2 separate regions of the Gossypium hirsutum genome follow, and region 1 is linked to region 2. The links are chromatin contacts, called in public Hi-C maps. All regions are on one chromosome and are shown on one strand. The core of a region is the stretch at or near the end of the contact, and the rest is flanking DNA. Distances in the headings are between cores, read along the strand shown. Region 1 holds the start of LOC107961631 (endoribonuclease Dicer homolog 3a). Region 2 holds the start of LOC107961625.

Evidence for each region. Hi-C and Micro-C count contacts between places; a contact is called where the count stands out from the background.
Region 1: a contact with region 2 is called in a Hi-C map of leaf, with 2.2 times the contacts expected there. The contact joins the promoter of LOC107961631 here to the promoter of LOC107961625 in region 2. A contact is called at or near these places in 6 of 34 Hi-C or Micro-C datasets (anther and leaf).

What each region holds. Positions count from the first base shown.
Region 1 is chrA06:23,683,524-23,690,007 of Gossypium_hirsutum_v2.1, reverse strand. It overlaps LOC107961631 (endoribonuclease Dicer homolog 3a), which reads right to left and starts at 2,538. Exons shown (of 25, transcript XM_016897686.2): 1 at 1,867-2,538; 2 at 1,601-1,781; 3 at 1,389-1,502; 4 at 867-1,001; 5 at 655-724; 6 at 311-375; 7 at 81-212. The coding sequence starts at 2,024.
Region 2 is chrA06:23,385,415-23,392,523 of Gossypium_hirsutum_v2.1, reverse strand. It overlaps LOC107961625, which reads left to right and starts at 5,638. Exons shown (of 2, transcript XM_016897678.2): 1 at 5,638-6,122; 2 at 6,351-7,004. The coding sequence starts at 5,695. The coding sequence ends at 6,837.

The DNA.
Region 1 (6,484 bases), core at 1,289-3,788, 300 kb before region 2:
AGGCCTTCAACAACTCTATATGAAAAGAGTAAATTACACATTCCCACACATATGAATCACTCATGAAAGTCCGTGGATACCTTTAACCAAGAGGCTTCTACCTTTGCTTTCAAATCCAAGCTAGAAAATTGTGCTGGATCAAAAAATCTACAACTTTCTTTAGCAGAAGGAACACACGCTTCCATCTCTGTCCTGTCTTCAATAGTGTATATCTGCAGCAGCACATATTCAAGATATTGTTCATATCAACATATGGTTTTTCCAGCAAATCAATCATATAGGTAACCAGAAAAACTAAATAAAAAGATACCAAGGAATCCAAAACACATTCAAGTTCTGACATTTGACCATCGCAATTATTGCTGGACAACACACCTACAGAAAGTTGAGTCAAAAGCATAAGAACTACTGTATATATGCAACAAAATATGCTTGTGGGGCAAAAAAAGGTGAAGTATTTCTGCAACACCAAGGAGCTTCAAGATCATTTTCTTTAAAAAACTGATCCTTAATGGTTAAAACAACCATACTTTTAGATCTCTTCTGTAATAGGAACAAAGCTTGAGCAAAATGGGGATATAAACAACTAGATAAACCTTATGAATAGGAAACACTTAAATATCATATGAAAAAATAATAATACAAATACCTTACCTTTGCTAACTACAGGTGATGCTGTCATTCCAAAAATCTTTGGCTTGTTATTAGATTTGTGATAAAATTCCTACACCAAAATATAGAACACAACAACATTTCATTTTTAATCAGAAAAAAGGACCACATAATTTAAATAGCCATCAAAATTCTTAGTGTCAAAAAACAAAAAGTCATCAAGATTCTTGCAAAAAGATTTCAGGATTACTGACCTTCATTATTTTGGCATATGGATGGTTGCCAGTAGCACGATGGCACTCGTCTATTATCATTAAGGACACCATATCCAGACTCAAGAATGCCTTCCTTAAGGCATCCAATAGAATTTGGGGTGTCATAACCAGAACCTACAAGATCAATGATAAAGATATACATATCAAGATCAATGATAAAGATATACATATCAGTAACAAGTTGATCTAAAGGGCCTAGAAGCAGAAGAAAAAAAGTATGTCCCATGCTTTGCTACCCATTTACAAAGTATAGTGCCTTCAAAGAATATCAATGAATAATGCCTACAAGGTGCCCTTCAAAGATAAGTAAACACCAAATGCCAACTTTACTAGAAGTGCATTGAAAAACATTAGTACGAATTACGAAAAATTAAGGCAGAGGATTCTCAAAGTGAGAGTACTAGAACCAAATGGAATTTTTAAGCCAACTCAACATTTATAAGAGTCAGTGCATTAGCTTAAAAAGTAGCCTTATCAAAGCTAGATAATAAGCAAACTTACATCATGCTCCTTTGTTTCTTTCTCCCAACAATCCAAGGTCCATTCATCAACCCCCTTAGCTCCATAATACTGTTCAACTTCCAAACCAGTATGATCTTTTATATATTCAAATTGCTGCAAATACAAATATATGTATATACACACAATGTCAATGTTTAACTACAATTACCTCACCAGGAGGAATTCAAACTTTCGAGTATCAAAAAGCAAACCTGATTGACTAGATGAACAGTGGGAGCCAAGAAAATAATCAATTTTTTACTTTCAGTAGACTCGATAGCTTGACCAAAATCCTTTATGAGCATCACAGCTATCATTGTCTTCCCTACACCTGTATCCAACACTGCTATTATGTTTCTTCTCTTTGCCACCTCATATACCTGCAATTGATACCTGCAAAACACAAAAATAAAATCAAAAACTCAGAACGACACAAATAACAACCACACTCAAAAACGAAAAAGAGAAAAGGGCAAACCCTCTGGGGTTAAAGTCCTTAGGTTTTGAAGATGAAGAAGGGTCTTCTTCCTTAGCAGTTTCATTGTCGCCTAGAACCATCCAATCAGGTGGGTCTGAGTTCGCCTCACTGAAACTCCGTTTTAGAGGCTCACCCTGTTCCTCCTTTGGAGAATGCATGTAGATTGTGAGATTGTAATAAGAGTAGAAAGACTAAACCTTTACCGAATGGGACTGATAAGTATTAAAAAAAAAGAGAGTGAAAACACAAAATATGTGAAACCCTAACGTACGAATAGTTTGGTTAAGATAACCGGAGAAAATTAGGGTGTTGAATGGGACTTCAGCAAAGACATGGATTATATAAAAATTAAAATGTACTGTTCGGGGAATTTTCTAATTAACTCATTTTGGCTATTTTTATGGAGAAAAAGGAAGAACCCTGCCCCCAACACCGAACGGTTTACAATGAAAGCTCGGGACGCAATTAACTAGCCAACTACCAGAAGCTATAAGAACACTGAGTCGCTAAAGGCACTTAATGTATGATACAAGTATAAAATGAAATTTTGGGGATGGGGTTTTGTTAGATTTTACTTAAACTCGTTGAAACTCGAAAACAGTAGCAGTGCTGAGTCTGCAGAGAGAAACAGGTTGAAACTATCAGATGATTTGGACCCAAGCTGTTTTGGTTAACGCGCGTTAGGGGGAGTGTGCAATGACAGCCCAATGATGATTTGGACCCAAGCGGTTTGGTTAACGAGCGTTATGGGGAATGTGCAATGACAGTCCAATGTTTATCGGACACGCAATGCAAACCTCCCTCTTTTATTGGACATGTAATGCGCGTTAAGGGGGTCTGGCTTATGAGCGCAAACGATAACAGTTCGACAGTTGACGTAGTTCATACTTGTGTTATGTTGCATATTGTGATTTTGCAACATTTTTTAACATATTCTTTTTTTTAATAAATTATTCTTATTCAATAATTAAGTTATATACTCGAAGTGATAATTTGAGGGAGTTGAGGCTACACTTAAGTAAAGTGTGGTCTCGCTTCTTGGAGTGAGCCCTTCTCCCGCGATTACTTATGTGGTAAGCTTAAAAATTTGGAAATATTAATGAGTAAATATCTACAGGGTTAAAAAGGTCCAACTGATCCAAACATTTTGCATCACTATATTGTAGGAGCACAATCTTAATAGGTTTGGATTTGTACCCCTTGCGCACAAGGGAAAGTATTAATTTAGTCATTCAATAACCACTTAGTTGGTTCACATATATAAAAATATTTCACTCTTGATATCTAACAAATGTAGGACAAAGGTTTTTATTTTCCTCAACATAATTCACAAGTAGCTTATTTTGAGTATCAATTTCTCACAAGTGGCTTACTTTGAGTATCAATTTCTCATCCATCACTCAACCATTTTGAGTATATGATATATTGTTGTAAAGATCTCATGGAGTAGAATATAAAACCATACTTTTATAATTCAAATCTCCATATTTACTAATCGATAATATGCCTCAAAGCTTCTAAGATATCCATTTTTTCTAATATTTAATGGCGTCGTGACGATATTCTTTTCATAAATACATCTATAATAACATCAAACCACTATAATATCATGACTGAACTTCCAATTATTTATGAGCTAGCGAAAAAACCATTTAAACATATAAAATGTAGACTAAAATAACATGTAATTAAGTTTTGATTTTTCGTCTATTAATTACATTGTTATTAAGTCATAGAGTCAAACCACTATAATTACAAAAGCTATATTTAAAAACTTTTTTCCAATGAGCTTGCGATTTAACAAAACAAATGACCGATGCTTTCATTCCACTTTTATAAATTGTATATTGTCATTAACTTTTGAATTATGATTTTACCATCTATAAGTGAATTTATATTTCAAATATGTTAGTTATTCATACATAGTCTTTCACTTATTCAAGATTAAGGTAAGTACACAATAAACATTACAAGTGAATTAATTCATATTGGGTCTAGTTGAATGTATTGTCAATTTATAGAATCGCATCTATGTCAGTATCTTGGGAATCAATCTTACTCTGATAACTAAGACAAGCTATCTCTCTAAGTAAACTTCTAGACAACATAATAATCCTAACATAAACATTTGCTCCCAATAATTTCATGGGCTATGAACTTAATTTATACTACCTAACTAAATGTATCATATTTTGCATTTTCATTCCCTTTACATGATTAGAGTTTTGATAAACGAAACTGCAAAGTTATCTCCAAATATAATGTTGACAACAATTACTATTTCACCAACAACCACCTTTCTAGCACTGTGATACTTGTGATCAATGTATTTTTTCTATGATGTTTGTTTCCTTAGAATTAGTCATTGTCACACTTTTATTGCAATACAATGTGATAGTAAAGTTATTTTAGACCTGTCCATGAGTCGGGTCGATTTAAAAAGTGAGAGGGTTTGAGCAAAAGTATATATTTGAAAAATGAGTTTGGAAAAAAAAAGCCCCGTTTAGAAAATGGGCTGGACCTCGGGTAAGGTTTATTGGCCTAGGCCTGACCCAAACTTGCAAAAAGAAAAAAAATTGTTGTTTTCTCACTATTTTGCTGTCATTTCACTATTATGTTGCTATTATTTTATTGTTATTGTTCAGATATTGTATAACTCTTATTTTATTATTAATTTTGCTACTATTTTAGAGGCATCTGCTTATTAAGTTGCACCTATGTTAGTGTTATTTAAGTATAAAGATTTTTTTAAAAAAAATTATTTTCAATTTGTTTGGGAACATTTATTTTAATGTTTTTAGTGTTTTTGATGTATTATATTTAAAAAAACTATATAAAAAATAATATGGGTGGGTCAAACTAGGCCCGAGTTTTAGCATTTTTATTCGAGCTGGATATAAGTAAAATTTTAGGCTCATTTTTCGAACTGAATCTAATTCGAACTTATCAAACAAATCTAAATTTTTTTAAGGCCCAATCTGACTTATAAATAGGACTATGACGCATTGCCAAAGACAAATACATTGATTTCCTCAAATCCTTGAACATTTAGAATTCAAAATTTGCATATCACATTAGTGTTGGATCACTTCCACAATGCATTAACATTTTTTTGGTGAATGACAATAACAAGGCAAAATCTGAACAATAAACGCGACTAGCACGACTCGAACCCAGACCTCACCTAGGACGATGAACACCCTAACCATCAGATCATCACGTAAGTACAAAATGCATTAACATTTAATCCCTCAATATTTAGTCGTCAACTTTGTTAACACCATCTTACAACTCCTCCTCCCACTAAGTAAGATTAAAGAAAATATAGAAAAAAATTTGAATTTAATTCAGGTAATTTGTAATTTTTTTTTTGTTTTACTTTCAAAATCATGTTATCCTAATTTTCTCTCATTTCTTTTGTCCAATTTGGATGAGTTGTATTTTATTATGTAGCAAAAAAAAACATTTTCATTCAAAGGCATATTCAAAGTCAAAGGCAAGACCTTAGCACCAAGATAACAAGGTTATATTGGAATTTTAGACCCCTTAAAAATTAGCAATTTAATTTAACTCTTTTAGCATAAAATTTTAAAGTTTCACCTCAATAATTTATATTTTTATCTTGAGCCCCCAATTAAAAATTTTAGGCTTCACACTTGCTTTTATCCTATCTTCTGCATATATTTTTTCTCTCTCTCTTTTAAATAGTAAAGCACCACCAAATATATAACCTTCACAAGGGTGAATCCTAAAATAATAGTAGGAAATTATATTTTGGCCTGTTTAAAAAACAAATAATTAAATTTAAATTTAAAAAAATTAGTTTTACCCAAAGTATTTATATATATTTCAATTTTACTAAGTCAAAATGTTTGACCCCGTTCATGTCCCTTCATTATAGTACTTCACTATTTTTTTTTAAATTCTCAAGATTCTATATTATCCTTTTTAAGATATATGTCTATTTATTTTATGAAATTTAATAAAAAAATGAAAATACTCAAATTTTCATATGCTATAACTTTGCCTCCAAAGGTCGAAGAATGTATTCGGCGGTGTATGAGGGAAATCACTCCTTATAATAGCAGGCTTCTTCATTAGGGAGTTTCTATTGATCCAACATGTTTTTGGTGTCAACAAGTGGACGAGGATATAAGCATGCTCTTTTTCACTAAACATATGCTAGGGATGTTTGTATGTTGATTGGTATTGATAGCTATTCTCTTTCAGTTATAGAGTTTATTACTATGGTTCTCATAGAGCATCAAGTCGTACGTTGAGCGAGAATACTTTGTACTATATGAAGGATATGGCTTCACAGAAATTACATACTTTGGAAAAGCAAACACAGACAGCAAAGTACATAGACCAACATGTGAATGGATATCTCCATAGTTGGCTGGCAACTCGCGTCGTTCATAAGGCTAGGGGTTTCCCCAAACAGTCGACCATGAGTGCTAATGGTAGATAGGGTACACCACCTTTGGGTAAGATTAAATGTAATATAGATGGGGGTTGTTTTTATGAACAATGAGATTGTTGGCTGGATGGCCATTGTGATGAGTGATTCGAGTCACTTCGTATGCTGCATAATCGGGTTTAAGTCAAGTATTCTGGA
Region 2 (7,109 bases), core at 4,389-6,888:
CATAGCTAGAAGATCGGATTTTGGAGACATATATTCGTAATCTATCCGCTCCTCCATCACCCTTAATTGATCCCTACTTAAGAGATGCGAGATTTTTGCACATGGTCATTATTGGTAGGGGATGTAAATTGGACCCCACACTTGTAAGCGTGGTGGTGAAAAGTTGGAGACCCGAGACGCACACATTCAATCTTCCATGTGTCGAGTGTACTATCACTCTTGAGGACATACAGTTATAGCTCGGGTTACCGATGAATGGGTTGGTAGTGACTGGGTTAGTTGTCGCAGCCAATTGGAGAGACATATGTGAACAACTTTTAAGGAGGGTTCCAGAAATGATTTATGGATCCCGGATAATTAAATTAGTTAAGAAGAAATCTTAGTGGGCTCGATGCCGATTCAAGTGAAGTCCAAAAAGAACAAAACACTCAGGTGTACATTATTATGATCATCGAGGGTTTCCCAATGCCGGATAAGTCACAAATCTTGTCCATTTAAGGTGGCTATTAAAAATCGTTAACTTTAGAAAAGCGAGCGAACTCAATTGACCGTGTTGTTGACGTTGTACTAGGAGATGTGACGGGTGACGAAACTGCAAAAATTAAAACCGGTGGTTGCATGCTACTACTACAATCATGGGCATGGTATTAGCTGTCATTTTTGCGTCCTCGGACAGACTACCCTTATACATTCTCACTTGTAACAAGGTAAAATTCATTAGATAATATATTTACTATAATAAAATTTTTTAAATTTTAAATTATTGTGTTCACATATTATTTCAATAGGTGCAACCATGGGCCGAGTTACGTGGGACTACCAGATGAGTTTTGAAATATACGACTTCTGTTAGACTAGTGATTAGAAGCAAAGGTATGTATTTTTTAAATTTGAATTATGTAATATTAACATAGTTGATTTAAAAACAATAGCATATATAACTAAAATTTTTATTATTTTAATATAGTTTGAATAGACGTCATACTCCAATCTAGCAACTCAAGAATGCATCTCGTCCGAATTATTGGTGAATCTTAACTTCTGCTACATAAAGATGTCATTAGTAGTGTACACTACGGTGGAGATGCACGAGTCGAATAAAGTATTATGGTAGTTCAGGTTTAGGCAATCGATTCCACCGGCACCTCAAGACATCGAAGATCTACATTATATCAACTTACAGGAGAAAACGGATGAGCTTTGACCTACATTCCACGCACAATATATCAACATTTAGAATAATAGGTACAAGTTTTTACCTATTCGCGAGGTCATTATCGCTCCAGACTTAGCCTACGATCCGGGGTACATGTCATGGTTTAGACACCATGGAAAGTCATATCCGCTAGTGGAAAAGGCGAGGGGTAGGCAATGGCATACGAGGAGGCCACGACGGGAACCTAGGCATCCAAGGTCTAAAGTAGCTGCCGACGTGGGTCTATCGTCTGCACCTACACAAGAACTAACACCGATGGCCACACCACCCTCTCGATTAGTATGGCTTGGCTTATTCTAGTGTTTATACTAACCCTATCATTTTTACACAAGCAACACATATTGCACCATATTTGTTTGTTTCTACATTGATGCTGGATTTCCATTTAAGTTTCAGACGACGACGGATCCAACGAAGACGTAGAAGTCGCTTATGTTTGGGGCACTGATTGGAAGTCCGATTGTTCTGCCATTGGTGTATGGGAAACAATATAGTTATACCCCTGTGCCGATGGTGTTGCAAACACCTCCAAGATCATTGTTCTAGTAAGGTAGAACATCTTTGCAACCACGTGTTCCTAGAATAAAAGATATACAATGGCAACCAAGAGGCAACCAATCACAATCAACTACGGACGACGGCAAAGAAGATGCAAGGTCGAGACCACAACCTATACCCGAGGAGGCCGATATTTAGCTTGAACCAAGAAAAAATTCAGCTCGCAATCATTGACCACCCTAATGTGGCACACATTCTCACCGAGGATTGGATTGATTTTTTTTGTACTTCTCATGTAAATTTTAATTGTTTAGCTAAGTTATAGTTAATAAGATTGTATCAATATTGGATAGGAAATGTTTTTAAATAAATATAATTTTTGCATCAAAATTGATTGTCGTTTTCATTTCATATTATTAAACCAAATTTGCACCGAAAAAATGGAACAAAGTTGTATTTTTTTATTTCTATAGTATAATAAAAACGTGTGCTTACAATACAACAAAATTTGAGTATGAATGAAAAAATCAACAAATAGATTAAGGTTAAAAAATCAATAAATCGGTTAAAAATTAATAAATTTATTAATGAGGTGTTGTGTTTATATCATGTCAATGTGGACATGACAATATGGTATGCCCTGGGTTCTTACACCACCCGCATAACTTTGATTGGTTTGTCTTCTCCCAAATATCCATGTTGTCGCGTGCTCGAGTCGATGTCAGTCGACCTTTTGGCTTGCTACACAATGATCTATTGGGTAACAACTTGAATGGAGTACTCAATACCGGCACTGAAAACGTGTCCTACATGGAGCTTTTTCCTGTCGTGTGTGAATATGATATGTGAATTGTACAAGTATACATGTCGGATCAAGTAAGAAAGTGATAAGTAAGTATTGTTCCCACGAGGATAGAATTGAAGCACGAAAGTGATCAAGTTATTATAATATAAAATACAGCTAATGCTATGGTAAGTATGCAGTGGCAATTAAAAGAATAGTGATGTATGCAATATGCGGAATTAATGAATACTTGGAAATGCTATGGCAAAACGAGAGTAGAAATGTAATGGAAATTATGAGAATTACTATAGGAATATTATGTAAATGAACAAATAAATAACTAAGAATGATATAGTAAAGATACTGCGGCAAGGGATAAGGGATATACGATGTTGATATGGAAGGTTGGAATTACTAAGAATCTACCTTTATTGTCGTATATGCCTTGGCAAAATTGTAATCAATCTACTGCTCAAAAGAGTTCTAAAGTGGTCTGTTTCTTTCGAGAGAAAAAACCTCAAGTTACCTTACCCTTGTCTATAAGCCTTTAATATGGTACCCTACATTGTTTCCTTCTATATGAACGCTACTCTATGTTTAGAGTTTACTACAACTATCTGTCGAGTACTTGCTCATATCATTCAATTTTGGTTCAAGTAATCCAACCTTTTCAGAATTAAATTAGTTTATGGGCATGCTGCACAGTCATCTATGTCTAGGGATTGCACGTATACAATTTAGAAATCAAAACAATTGAATGAACAGTAAATTAATTCAGATCTATGCTTCAACCATTAAAGAAAATAAAAGTTTCATCATGTAATCCCAACCTGATGAGATTTAGCTAATGGGTTGGCACATAAAATTCAAAACCAAAATAACATCCAACATCATTTTCATCATTCAATTCATGGAAGAAAAAAGTAAGAAATACGGAAAATGGGAAGACAGCTTCCGTAGGTCCAATTCACATTCAGCAGCATAGTGTCCGGCAATGGTTGAGAGAAACTGCTTCTGTTTTCCTCTTTCTGTCTCTACTCAGCCACTACCCTTTTATTTTTGCCTAAGGATCTATTCTTTTTTGTTAATCGTTTAGGGTTTCCTCCTTTGGCTTTTTTAGTTTTTTTTCCTAGGATAAATCTAACAACCCAAGATTATCTTCTCCTTTTTTTAAAATTTTTTTTCAACAACCCAAGATTATCTTCTTCTCTTTTTAAATTCTTTTTTTTTCTAGGATAAAAACCAACATCACAAGATTATCTTATCTTTTTTAAGCAGATTTTTTTGGTACAAGTACAGTTGGGCTGAAACTGGTATGCGTTGAGTATTGACTCGGTCTTCCTGGAATTGCCATGGCATTCATGTTGACAAAATGTCCAACCTTTTGCCCCGACAAACCTTCACTCTTTTATTTCTCTTTTTTCAACTTGCACCTACCAAACCACCAAACACAGCCCTACAATAAGCAATAAAAAGTACCTTATTTAAATACAGTTCAAGCTCCTAATGAAATGATGAAAATACAAATGAAATGTCCTAAAATGCAACTAAATGTACCTAAGTACAAGCAATTAGTTAGGTCTAAAGGCATGAGATATAACTCATTTCAAGAGTTATCATTTCCCTCTAGCACTTTCAACTTCACATTTTTCCCAACTTAACCATTAGATATCCCAGGATTCCCAGGATATATTTTTTGAAGAAATTTGAAAGTTCGAGAATAATGCACTAAAAAATCTTATCGACCTCAACCTCTAGTTAAAAAAATGATCAAAACTTAGTTGCATTCAAAAAAATTGAAAAAAAAAATTAAAAACTAAGATTTAATCAAATTGAGTAATTCTAGTTTCAACTATGAATCAAATTGAATTTTACAATTAAAATAATTCAAATATACGATTGGTGTAAATACGATACTTTTAAATATTGAATTAAATAATTATTAACTTTACATCTCAAAAAATTATAAAAAACTAAATAATATATAAAAAAACTTAAATTTAAAAAAAAACCCTAAACCTTAAATCCTAAAATCTATAAAACCCTAACTTTACTTTAAGAAGATAAAAATCTAACCATAAAAAACAAACATCAGAAGGAAAATACTTCCAGTTGAAAACGCTTTCTGCCATTGTGTTTTCAGTTGATGTGGCAAAAAGCGCTTTTAGCTGGAAGCATTTTTCTATCAGTAACTCTTTCAACTGAAAGCGCTTTTCTGCAAATCAGCTGAAAACGCTTTCAGGCGTTTTCGTTATTTCAACACAATCCCATAATTTACAAAAAATAATAATACTCCAATAATTATTTTTAAAAGTCAATATTTTTAAGAAATTCACTTTATCTATTCAATAAGAAATTGATAATTTATCGAGTTTCAAATATAATAAAAATTAAAAGAAAAACAATCAATGAACTAATAAAAAATTGATTAAAAGAGTAATATTTCAAAATTTTGCAATTCTTTATTTTTTAAAGTTATTCTAAAAATAATAATTTTAAATTTCATCTATATAGTTTATAAAAATTGTATTTCATGAAAACTTAAAAAATTAATTTAATTGTGTAACAAAATGAAATATTCCTATTAGTTTACTAATCTAAAAATCAGAAAATCATTAATTTATATAAAAAAAATTTGACGAAAATCCTTTATATGTAACAAAATAATAAAAATAAACAGAGTTTATAATTTTCGTAAAACAGGATGATTAAAATAAAATAGATTAATAATTTAATAAGATGATTTGATTTAGATTACAAACTGATTTAACATTAGACCCGATTAATTTATTGTGTCCCCTAAAAATGAAAGGGAGAGGAAGGAAGGGGGTCCCACCCACAAAATATGGATAAGGCTAAAGGGCAGAACATGGTACACGTGGGATGTGGCAGGTCTGTGATAGACATCCTTCTCCGACCATAGTCCTGGGACACTTCTTCAACGTGTCCTCATAACCCTTTTTCTCTTCCATCTTTCCACGTGGCTTGTCTTTTCACCAATACTCAACTCTTATTAATATAATTATAAACAACATTTCTTATATTTATATGTCAACAAAAAGTTGAAGTATAAATTAAACAATATTTTAGAAAATTAAAATACAAAATCTGATAATATTAATAAAATTGTTGTATTTAAAATCTTCCATTTGTAGGAATATAATAATAATGAAAAAGAAGAAATAGGAGGAGTAATATGGTTGGGGATGAAGAGTACCACTTACATCATATATTTTATTTACATAAAAAAGCAATTAAATTTCCCATAACCTTCATATCTACTCTTGTTTCCTTTTTCTCTTTCACTTTCCTTTGCTTCTTTTGTTCGTGTTTTAAGGAAGACAAATCTTCCTCTTTTGTTTTTTCACTGATTTTCTTGATGAAGTGCACCACTATGACTTCCGGATATGAACCCTCGCCGTCCAAAGACATGCCAGCGGCGGAGGAGGAAGAAGACGATTGGAGGAGTTCGTCCTCCACTACGACCTCCTCTTCGATCGGGAGGAACAGTGATGCTGACGTGTCTGGAAGATCATCGGACGGCGACGACGAAAATGAGGTTCAAAGCTCTTATAATGGTGGTTTAAACATGATGGATTCCCTCCAACAGGTTTTGCCTATGAGGTTCGTTCATCATCTCCTCTCTAACTAAATGGCTCAGATCGGTGTCAGAACTAGGGATAGCTTGGTATAGTTTCGATTTGAGTCCCTCTAATCCTCCTATTATTAATACTGTGAAATCTACCGCTTTAAGCGGACTCTGATAACTAAACAAATTAGGTTTTAGTAAAGTAAAATTAAATTGCAAATTCCCTTCTTTTTAATAAACTAAAATTCATTTTTGAACAGTAGAGGCATCTCGAGTTTCTACAATGGCAAATCAAGGTCTTTCACAAGCTTAGCCGATGCTTCTACAGCTTCAACGATTAAAGACATAGCAAAGCCTGAAAACGCTTACACCAGGAGGAGAAGAAATCTATTGGCAATCAACCGCATATGGGACAAAAACAGGAACAATAAAAGACCCATTAGGCCCATCAGCTCAAGCAAAAGCACATTGGCTCTAGCTGTTGCAATGAGTAGCTCTGAAAGTATGTCTAGTATCAGTGAAGACTCTACTTCAACTTCAAGCCCTCGGCTTCCTCCATTGTACCCACAAACCAGATCATCTTGCAATAATAATAATACCACCCCATCATCGCCGCCGTGCTGGAATCTCTCTAATTGGCGGTCTTTCTCGCTGGCTGATGTGAGGGAGTATGGTACTGTTATAGGAAGCACTAATCCACACTGCGCTTCATTTCATAATGAGAACCAGCTCTTGAGAAAGGGACTTTGACAATAATCTGTTATTTAAGTGTACACGTAGCTTGATGTATATGCTTTCAGGGGGATTTAGGTTTCCTTTCGTCAAATGTGGTGGTTTTCTTTACCCGATGTAAAAAGGAAAATGTTGGCCCAAGCTTTTGTCTAATGTTATTTAATGGCAGGTACAATATTTTGATACATACAAATAAATGAAGAAAACTAGATGGTTTCATCTATCTTGGACCATCTCATTTATGATCCTGAAACACAAGGCAGCTTGAATGAAAATGGAATAAGGATTGC